Linked DNA regions of Mus musculus: region 2 is linked to region 1. The links are chromatin contacts, called in public Hi-C maps. All regions are on one chromosome and are shown on one strand. The core of a region is the stretch at or near the end of the contact, and the rest is flanking DNA. Distances in the headings are between cores, read along the strand shown.

What was found. Hi-C and Micro-C count contacts between places; a contact is called where the count stands out from the background.
Region 2: a Hi-C map of liver shows a contact between it and region 1, with 2.7 times the contacts expected there. The contact joins two enhancer-like sites. A contact is called at or near these places in 7 of 484 Hi-C or Micro-C datasets (cochlea, embryonic fibroblasts, embryonic stem cells and 3 more).

Annotation. Positions count from the first base shown.
Region 1 is chr7:39,734,966-39,739,633 of GRCm38.p6, forward strand. No RefSeq gene overlaps it. Among named protein-coding and RNA genes, the nearest start is that of Gm26327, 110 kb to the left of the region's middle. Within about 2 kb of position 2,501, at least 3 of the 459 cell types and tissues checked have an H3K27ac peak or open chromatin away from gene starts, as enhancers often do. A contact at or near this core is called in liver, where this site is marked.
Region 2 is chr7:39,840,051-39,844,718 of GRCm38.p6, forward strand. No RefSeq gene overlaps it. Among named protein-coding and RNA genes, the nearest start is that of Gm34052, 21 kb to the right of the region's middle. Within about 2 kb of position 2,156, at least 3 of the 459 cell types and tissues checked have an H3K27ac peak or open chromatin away from gene starts, as enhancers often do. A contact at or near this core is called in liver, where this site is marked.

The sequences.
Region 1 (4,668 bases), core at 1,251-3,750:
CAGAAAACAAAAATAAAAACAAAGCAATGAAGTTATAATTGTACAGTGAAGTCTGAAGATGGATGAGAAACACTTTACAAGACTGTAAGGACTTCGGGGTGAGACCGTTACTTCTCTAAACTGCCCGTGGAATGGGAGTTCTGTGTAGGCAGCCCCTTGTTGCTTCTTGTTCCGGGAGTGGGGTCTCTGCTTGCCACATTCTGTTCCTTGCTTTTCAGTCTGTTAAGCAGAACCTGAAGGATCTGCCAGCATTTGTTTTTCTGCTTTTCCTAGCACCCACCCTAAGTCCTTAGTCGTAACACATGGCAAGAGGCTGTGGCCATCTTACCAGACTTCTCCTTGGAGCTCTGCAAGCATTAAGTGGTCCATTTGCAGCAATGATGTGAAATTTATCTTTCTGGGATATATGGGACTTATTTGAGGACAACCATTAACAGTGACAATCTTTATGTCCAATATTTTCCCAGAGAGAGTGGGAAAATAAGATTTCTAAATGTTTAGTGGGCATTAAGGGGCCTTCAGGCCCATAAAGCAGTTTAAGCCAATGTAGTAAGCTGTTTCTATGGGGATACATGAATGTCTGAGTTGACAAGCTACAGGAAGAAGCATAAGGCTGAAGTAGCCTACTGAGTTCCTGGTACTCCCTTCCACTCTCCTAGAGACACAGCTTACAGTTATCCTCCCCAACACATACACAGTAGGACCAGAGGCAATGAGGTATGGAGCTGGAGCAAGATCTGTTCTCAGGCTGATTACAGGATGGAAATCTGTCCCAGAGGCCAGACCACAAGGTACACTCTAGCCATGAAAAAGATGTGTACAGCTCTAAACTTCTACCATTTGCCTCTTTTTTAAAAAAAAAAGATTTATTTATTTATTATATGTAAGTACACTGAAGCTGTCTTCGGACATTCCTGAAGATGGAGTCAGTCAGATCTCATTACGAATAATTGTGAGCCACCATGTGGTTGCTGGGATTTGAACTCAGGACCTTCGGAAGAGCAGTCAGTGCTCTTACCCGCTGAGCCATCTCACCAGCCCCCAAGCATCCTCAAGATGCTTACCTCCTCCCCCTCATATCTCTTGTTCAAGCCCTTGATGTTAGTTTGACAGCTCTAAGGTCCAAACTCTGCTATTGTGTCTGGTCTTATTCCACACCTAGAGAGAAGAATATTGAATTGTGATCTGTTGAAGGGCTGACCCAGAGAATGATGAAATGGAAGGAAACCGATCTACAAGCTCTTATTTTTCTGGTTGTGTTAGAGATCTGGGTCTTCCTAGAGTAGGATGTCCCCAGGGTTGTGGCATGCTGGGATGATCTCTAAAACTGGCTCAGAACAATCAGGGATACTGAACTGTGGGGAGTCCTTTTCTGAGACAGAAGGAAAGTTAACCCCTTGGTAGCCTAGGTTCTTCCCCTCTTTGGCTACTACTATCCATTGGAGCCTTGTTTCTCTTGGCACCCTGTCTCATACAGTTTCTAAAGCAGCAGATGAGTAGCATTGCAAAAATCACTACCAATCAGGTCTTGGTTCAGTATTAAAATGCTCCCGACATAGGAGACAGTTATTCTGGTGACACCTCTCCCTTATAAAAAGAAAAAGGGGGATTTGTGGGGCAGTGGGCTGTGCACAGACAGCCTGGTCTCCAGTCAAGCAAAGGTCTGGAAACCCGGGGACCCGATGGGTAGTGATTTCCACCTACATGGGACAGAAGGTGTTCGATTATGTCTCCTGGGCCCCTGACTCCTGTTGAAATTACCGCCCCCACAGCCCCCCCCCCAGGAGAGGTGTGTGGCTATCAGTCATGTAGGAGCAGCACCAAGCCTTCCCACATGCAAATAAGGTTTCCCCCAAGCTCTCAGTCCAAGCCAATGAGAAGTACCTGCTGTCGAACCCTGAATCACCCCCAAAACTCTCTATAAGTTCGATCCAGGGAATTAAAGGTGTGGGAGAACTACTCCATCGTCTGAGTCTTTTGTTCCAAGAGCTGTAACACTTGGGAAGAGATCTGCTCTCCCAAAGTGTCGCCTGAGGTTCCACCACACTCCTCACTAGATTGTCTGCCCAGCCTGACCAGACTCAGTGCAGTGTGACCGACTGAGTGACCTGGAAGGCAGGGCAGAGGCTTTGCCTCCCTGCCCGCACTTACTTCCCTTCCCTGGAACCCTCACACCAGGCCTGGCCAGAGATCTCCTGGAAAACCTCTGGTACTCAGGCCCACATATCTATCTGTAAGTGAAGCATGGCTCTCCAAAATGACTTGCTGGTTTGGGGAAAGTAGACACTGAGTAAGTGAGACCTGTGAGTGACACACTAGGAACTGAAGAAGGCGGTTCTCAAACATAGCTGTAAAGTCACCGTTAGTCACCCGAGTCTACCTTAGTCACCTAAAGGGAGACTCAGGGAGTTTTAGTAGACAGGGCTTTTTCTAGGTGGCATTGGCTTTTCTCTAGAGCCTCTGACCTTCTCACTGAAATGTGCAATGTTCCACAAGCTTCTATGAGTTTTTGTTTTGTTTCAGTCCTGGGGAATTGGACTTTGGAGCCTTACACAAGCTAGCCCTGTGCCTCCAGACTTCTTTCATTTGCCATGGCTTTCAAGAATTTAGTGCTATCAGAAACCAGCAGCAAGGCCCCAGACTTCAGTTTCCCATCCCTCAGCCTTACTTCTTGATTATTCATAGCATTTCTCCCTCTGTCATCTTGCTAATAATCCTTCCTTCTTTCCTGAGAGGTAACACTAGCTCACAGCTCCAGCTACTGTTAAAATAATTGGTGAGCTTAAAATAAATTCAGTGATGCCCAGGCCAAGGAAATCAGTCTCTCAGGGTGAGGAAGGTCAGCTGGGGCTAAGGCATCCTCCAGACACTATGGTTGTAGTAGCCCAACGTTCCTTAAGTGACCTCCCAGGGATGCCATGTAACATGGAAGGCGGAGGGGGAGGGGCAAGATTCTTTGGGGGTCCAGCCCCATCCCATTTTCACCCTGCACCCTCAGCCTGCTGCCCCATTTCCTCTGAGTGTGGGAAAGGTCCCGTGCCATGTGTTCAGTGTATCAGCCAGAGAATAGAAATACCCCATGAGTCAGATTCAGGGGCTTCATGAACAGGCTTAGCCACTGGGAGCTTTGGTGTCTCTTCAGGAGGCTAGAGGTGCAGAGACAGAGGGACCTGGTAGTGACAGGCAGACAGGCTCGTTCTGAATTCATTTCAAACTCACTCAAGTGTTAGCTGCTTCTTTTTTTTTAATTATTTTTTTTTTGCAAAAATCCTGCTTCTCATTAAAATGACTTGTTGAAAATTACAATCTTTTGTCAAGCACATCTCAAAAATGACCTTTCTTCATTGTAATTGCTATAGATATTCACTTTCCTAGGCTGTGGGCTGCACTCTTGGGGACAAGTTTTAATAGAAAAAAAAAAAGTACTAGGTATTGCTTTCAAAGTTTTTTTTTAATTGCCTAAATTAATAATGCCCTCACCCATAAGGGACAAATGAATTGGAACTCTCTCTAAAGGATTGAATCTCCAGTTATCTTGTTCTGATTACTTTGTGCATTCATTTTAGAAACCAGAAGGATCTAGAAGGTCACCTCTCCTTACTGTTGCCCCACCTTGTCCACTCCATCTTCTTCTAGCCTATGACTGGGATGGGTTTGGTTGGAACAACAAAAACAAAATGCAAAAGACAAAACAAAACAAAACAAAAAAACAAAAAAAAAAATGAGAAGGAAAGTCCCTGGCTTCTCCAGAGTGTTAGAGCCAGGTTCCCCCATAGACTGGACATTGTTTGTTATAGTAGACTTCTGTCTGGCTTTATCCCAAGAAACAGCTGGCCTGAGGGAAATTACAGACAAAGAGAACATGAGCATTTTGTATTTTGCTGCTAGGTAAGCCACCTGGCTTCACCATTTTGCAGACTCTTTTTAAAAAAATATCTGGCTTTTTTTTTTTAATGTGCATATCTCCCACAGTAGGACCTTAACTACAATACCTTAAAACCATTCAAAGCTCCCACATTTACAACAGCAATAACAACAAAACATTTATCTTTAGTCTCCTTAGGGGAAGGCACAGGACTGAGGTGACATGTTTTTTTTTTTTTTTAAGATGTCTAAGATGTTCAGATTAAAGAAACAGTAGCGTTCCTGACTTTGAGCTGTCTGTCCATTTACATGATGAAGAGATGGAATCTTTGCTAAATTGGGCAGCTAGGCTGATGAAACAAGTTGACTTGTACCACTTAATGGTCAAATTCATTGCTTAATACAAAGATGAGTTTTATAATAGGCAGCCTCCTAGAGTTTTGAGAACACCATAGCCAAGAGATCTTTCAAATGTTATTATGTACTGAATACCCTGGGGTTTTGAGAAATATTGATTTGAAATTATCAAAAGTGCCAAAAGACTCACCAGTGCAAAAAAGCAAAAACAATTAAATGCTCATCTCTAGGCTCTAGTGCTTTTTCCCTTTAGACAAAGATCAGACAGATTTTTTTTCCCTTTCCCCCCCTTTTTTTCCCCAAGTAATAGTTCCTCAAAGATGCTTAATGATTTTATTTCTTATAGGTATGTAGCTTAAATATTTTTTATCTTAAATTTGATGTCAGAGTAACAAGATTACAGAAGATAGCATAATGTGATTGGAAGAGGTATGGTCTCAGTAGATT
Region 2 (4,668 bases), core at 906-3,405, 100 kb after region 1:
GAAATGTTGTAATTATACTATAATCTCCAAAATAAAAAATAGAAAGAAAAAAAAATTACTGCTCATTCTATAGTCTGCTGTAAGTTAAACTAGAAATGATCTCAGACAGAATCCTACAGACCTAGTGACCACTGGTCCTCAGGAGGGGTTTCTTAAGCTCCTCCCCGCACACGCACTCTTTCAACTTAGGTTGGTATCCTAGCAAAATAGATTTGGGCAGGATTATCACAACAGGCCAGCAGTGAGTGATGTGCTGTGGGAGATGGGACAGGCTGGCTACCAAGGGATCTTGCCCTGGGAGGATTCTGATGTGATTCGGGATGCAGTTTATGCACAAGAAGAGTCGAGACTGTCAGAGTTACACTAATGCCGTGGAGTATACACTTTGCAAAGAGATATATAATCAGGGGAGGGATGAGATATAAAGACCCACGGGATAGGTAGAAAGGAAAGGTTAGTGGTAAGGAGCTCCAGACAGTAATTGCCTCATACTTGTGGCATATCATTTGGATTTCTAATAACACTTATTACTATTGATACTTCATAATATTTAATGTTGTATTTTGCAATTAAATGTCAAGGGAAACAAATCCTTTCATTAACACAAGACGATATTAGCCATGTATGGCAGCAGACACCTGTAAACCCAGCACTTGGAAGATGGAGGCGGTGTATCCAAAGTTCAAGGTCAGCCTAGGGTGCACAGCACGATCCTGTCTCCAAAATATTAAGAGCTAGAGTTGCAGTCCAGGGATTTAGTGCTTGCCACCAGAAAACAAAAACAAAACAAAACAAAAAACCCCTCTTCAACCCTGTTTAACACGAGTAGGTGTTCTGGGTGGATCACACAGCTGCCTTGCATTTCTGTAGTCTCTCTGCTACAGCTGTTAAGAGTAAATGCTGACTAACCTGTGGAGATCTTAAAATAAGACAAAACAAAACAATCATACCTTGGTCCCACCTTTCTAGGGCCTAGACCTGCTTATATATGGCAGGAAAACAAACAAACAAACAAACAAACAAACAAACAAACCCTCAAACCAACCAACCAACAAAAAAACCTATCACCTTGATTGTAGCCCAGCTAACCATGGAAGTGCATCTCAGCTTGAAGTAGCTTGAGTTTTAAAACTTTCTTCTTGGAAGAATAATTGTAATGAGCATAGTAAAGAAAAGAGTCTTTTAGACATGTAAAAATAGCTTAGTCAGGATCCCCACCACACCCAAGGCTGCATCTAATAACCGGACTCAGTGACATCACTCACTCAGGATAACCAGACACAGCCCTAGAACCCTATGACACTCACTGGATGGTATATTAGCAGACACCAAGAGCAATGCTCGTCTCTGCACATCTGGAGAGACGTCACCTTGATCTGCCTTGCGGTTGAAGAGTCTCCCTCAGGATCCTGACCCTTGAATCAAATACTAACACTGGACCTGACCTTTAGCTAAGTCGATCAGGTGAACAGCTTTGGGGAGATAGGATTAGGACCTTAGTTAGGAATTTAGGGTATGAACTTTGTGTAATAACCCTCAGCATAATAAAGTGTAACTGTTGCTATACTAACTATATGTATCTATCTTCTTGCCTGCAACAGTAATGTAGTATCAAAACGGTGGAGATATTTAGTATCGAATACTAAGCTTTCAAAAGAAACCTGCTATCATTGCTATGTACTTTGGTGCAAATATTGCAGTGGTAATAAACAAGTAGGTGGCATTGAAAAAAAGAGTAGATGCTGTGATTGCCATCTTACAGTTTTACATTTCTAGGTTTCTGCCATCCAGAGAGTTTCTGTAGAACCAAACCCTGGAGGCCTGAAAATCAACTCCAGCTTCACCTTTAACGTCTGTGACAATTTTGGTTTCAGTTTTCAGAACTTAACGGTTCTGAGTCTTGACTCAGGACACTTCTGGAAATCATCCTCAATTTATTGGTTTAGCCCTAGGTATAGGCTTAAATTTTCTCAACCCTAATTTTAATAATGGTTCTTACATGCTCGAACCTCCCTTCTAGCTCACTACCCACCAGAGGTAGTGGAAAAGGAAGGTTATTAAGGTACAGGGGAAATGGACCTGTTTAAAGATTGTTCTTTGGAGCAAACCCCATCTGCATTATCAGGAAATCAGTAGTTCAGTTCATAGGTCAGCAGCGGCAGCTTGATCTGCTCACAGACACTTCACAAATAGATCAGCAGTCCAGTTCAGTAGTGTCATGACCTAGCAGAAAGAGTTGGTTCTTAGCTGAATTGGATGGATTCAGCAGGAGGGATTAGGACCCGCAAGGATAACAGGGGAAATTCTTTGCTGTGCCTCTCTCAACAAATCAGAAATTAGGAAAGACACAAGATAAAGAAACAAGCAAGCCCCTTATCACTGTCCCTTAGGTCCTATTTATACTCCCTCCAAACATCACATGTTCTCCATGGGTCTTGCCTCAATACATGAGTCTGTCTTAGCCTCATCATGTGTCTTGCTCAACACATGAGTCTGTCTTAGCAAAATTCCAAGAGAGTCTATATCAGCTGACATCACTCTGCTAACTGATCTAAGTCTGCAGAAGTGGCAAGAAGCCACAGGAACCTTATGAAAAGTTTTTGGGGTGCATTTCTTTCTATGGAGTCACAACAAATGGAGCTCAAAAAATGTGCATGTAAGGAGAACCAATACGGTGCATGTCATTAGCGAAGAGTCCTTCATCATTCGACCTTTCACATGCTTGCCTTAGCGAAACATCCTTTCATCTGTGTCTACTTCAGCTAAATGTTCCTTCACCTGTCTGCTTTGGCAAAACACCAAGTAACACAATCGACTTTCCAAAGAATCTAGATGTTTCCACTTCACCCAGGCTTGACAGTTGTTTTAAGAGTAATACTTTTGGTGATTAAGTATTCTTTCTATTAAAGAATTGTACATTAACAAGAAATTAAATTCTGAAGGTTTAAATTTTAGAATGTAAATTATAATTAATAATCTTGAAGGATTTTTAATGAAAATTGAGATTACTATTTCAGTTATTCATATATTTATATATTTGTAACTACCTATAATAAATGTATATATAATTGTAACTGAAATTGTGTATTTGAGGCAATGAGTACTGTGAAATCCAGTGATCTAGCACCATCTTAGGACAGAACTTCTAGAATAGTGAATTTAAACTTTTAAAATTATGTATTTGGGCCTAGGGAATCAGTTTACTCCCTCCTGTTAGCAATCACCGACTGATGCCTAGCACAAAAGAGGTTTAGGGTTCTGTTTGAAATGGTTTGCTGAGAGGCAAGGCTCAGTATTAGGCACAACTTGTCTATGTTTCAGGATTAAGAATAAATACAGCAAAAGTCAGGAAACACAGATGTTTTCCCCATTCCTAATATTTTGGAGCATGTTGAACTGATTGTCTAGCAAAAGAGCAAGAAGTATAGTTGAGAATGTCAGGGAATGTAAATTAATTTGATCACTACGGAAATACATATGGTGGTTCCTAAAAATGAATCTGAAATTGGACATAGTGTTCCATGCCTAGAGTCTCAGCACTTGGAAGATCAAAGCAAGGAGATCGCTGATAGTTCAAGGCCAGCCTTGGTGGTAACGTAGTTAATTTTGAACCAGGCTGGGCCACATAAGACTATTCAGGAGAGAAATCACACAAAGGGCCAGAGAGATGAGCCAGTGGGTAAAGGCACAAGCCATCATGGCTGATGCTTATTTCCAAGAATTCACAGGGTAGAGGGAGAGAACAAATGCCAACAAAATGTCCTCTGACCTCCTCATAGCCACATGGCACACATCCAGATGGCGTACATGCGTGTGGTATATAGCCAAAAGATCCAGCTCAGCATCAGTAGAGATGTGTACATGGCCCACACTTAGCACAGTGCTATTCCCAATAGAGATGTGTACATGGCCCACACTTAGCACAGTGCTATTCCCAACAGCAAAGTTAGGCAGTCAACTTAGCTGCCCATCACAGAGGAAGGAATAACTAAAGTGTACTGGATATGCACCATGATGCATTGCATAGCTATAAATAGGAATGAAGTCAGGACATCTGCAGGGAAATGAGTTGATCATCATGTGTCTTAGCTACTTTTCTATTTCTGTGACAAAACACCATGGCCAAGGCATCTTATAAAAGAAAACATTTAATTTGGGGCTCATTTGGCTGTGATGGCAGGGAGCGTGGTAGAAGGTAGGTAGACATGGTATTGGAACAGTAGCTGAGAGCTCACATCCATCAGCAAGAGACACAGAGAGAGGGTGGTGGAGTGAGGGGAGAGAGAGAGAGAGAGAGAGAGAGAGAGAGAGAGAGAGAGAGAGAGAGAGAGAGAGAGAGATCTAACTGGGAATGATGTGAGCTCTTGAAATATCAGATCCATCTGCCCCCAGGGACACACCTTGCTAACAAGGTCACACCTCCTAATCCTTCCCAAACAGTTATGCTAACTGGGGATCAATCATTTAAACACAGGAGCCTACAAGGGCCATTCTCATTCAAACCACTGCATCCTGTGAAGCAGTAAGACAGGTTCCCAAAGACAGCCATGTTTGATTTTCTTGTATAAGTAGAACCTAGGATGGGAAGAAAAAGGACCCCAAGGTGGAAAGAGAAATAGTGAGCATGTAAAAAGGGAGAGGGAAGGAGAGGAATGGGATAAGAAAGAT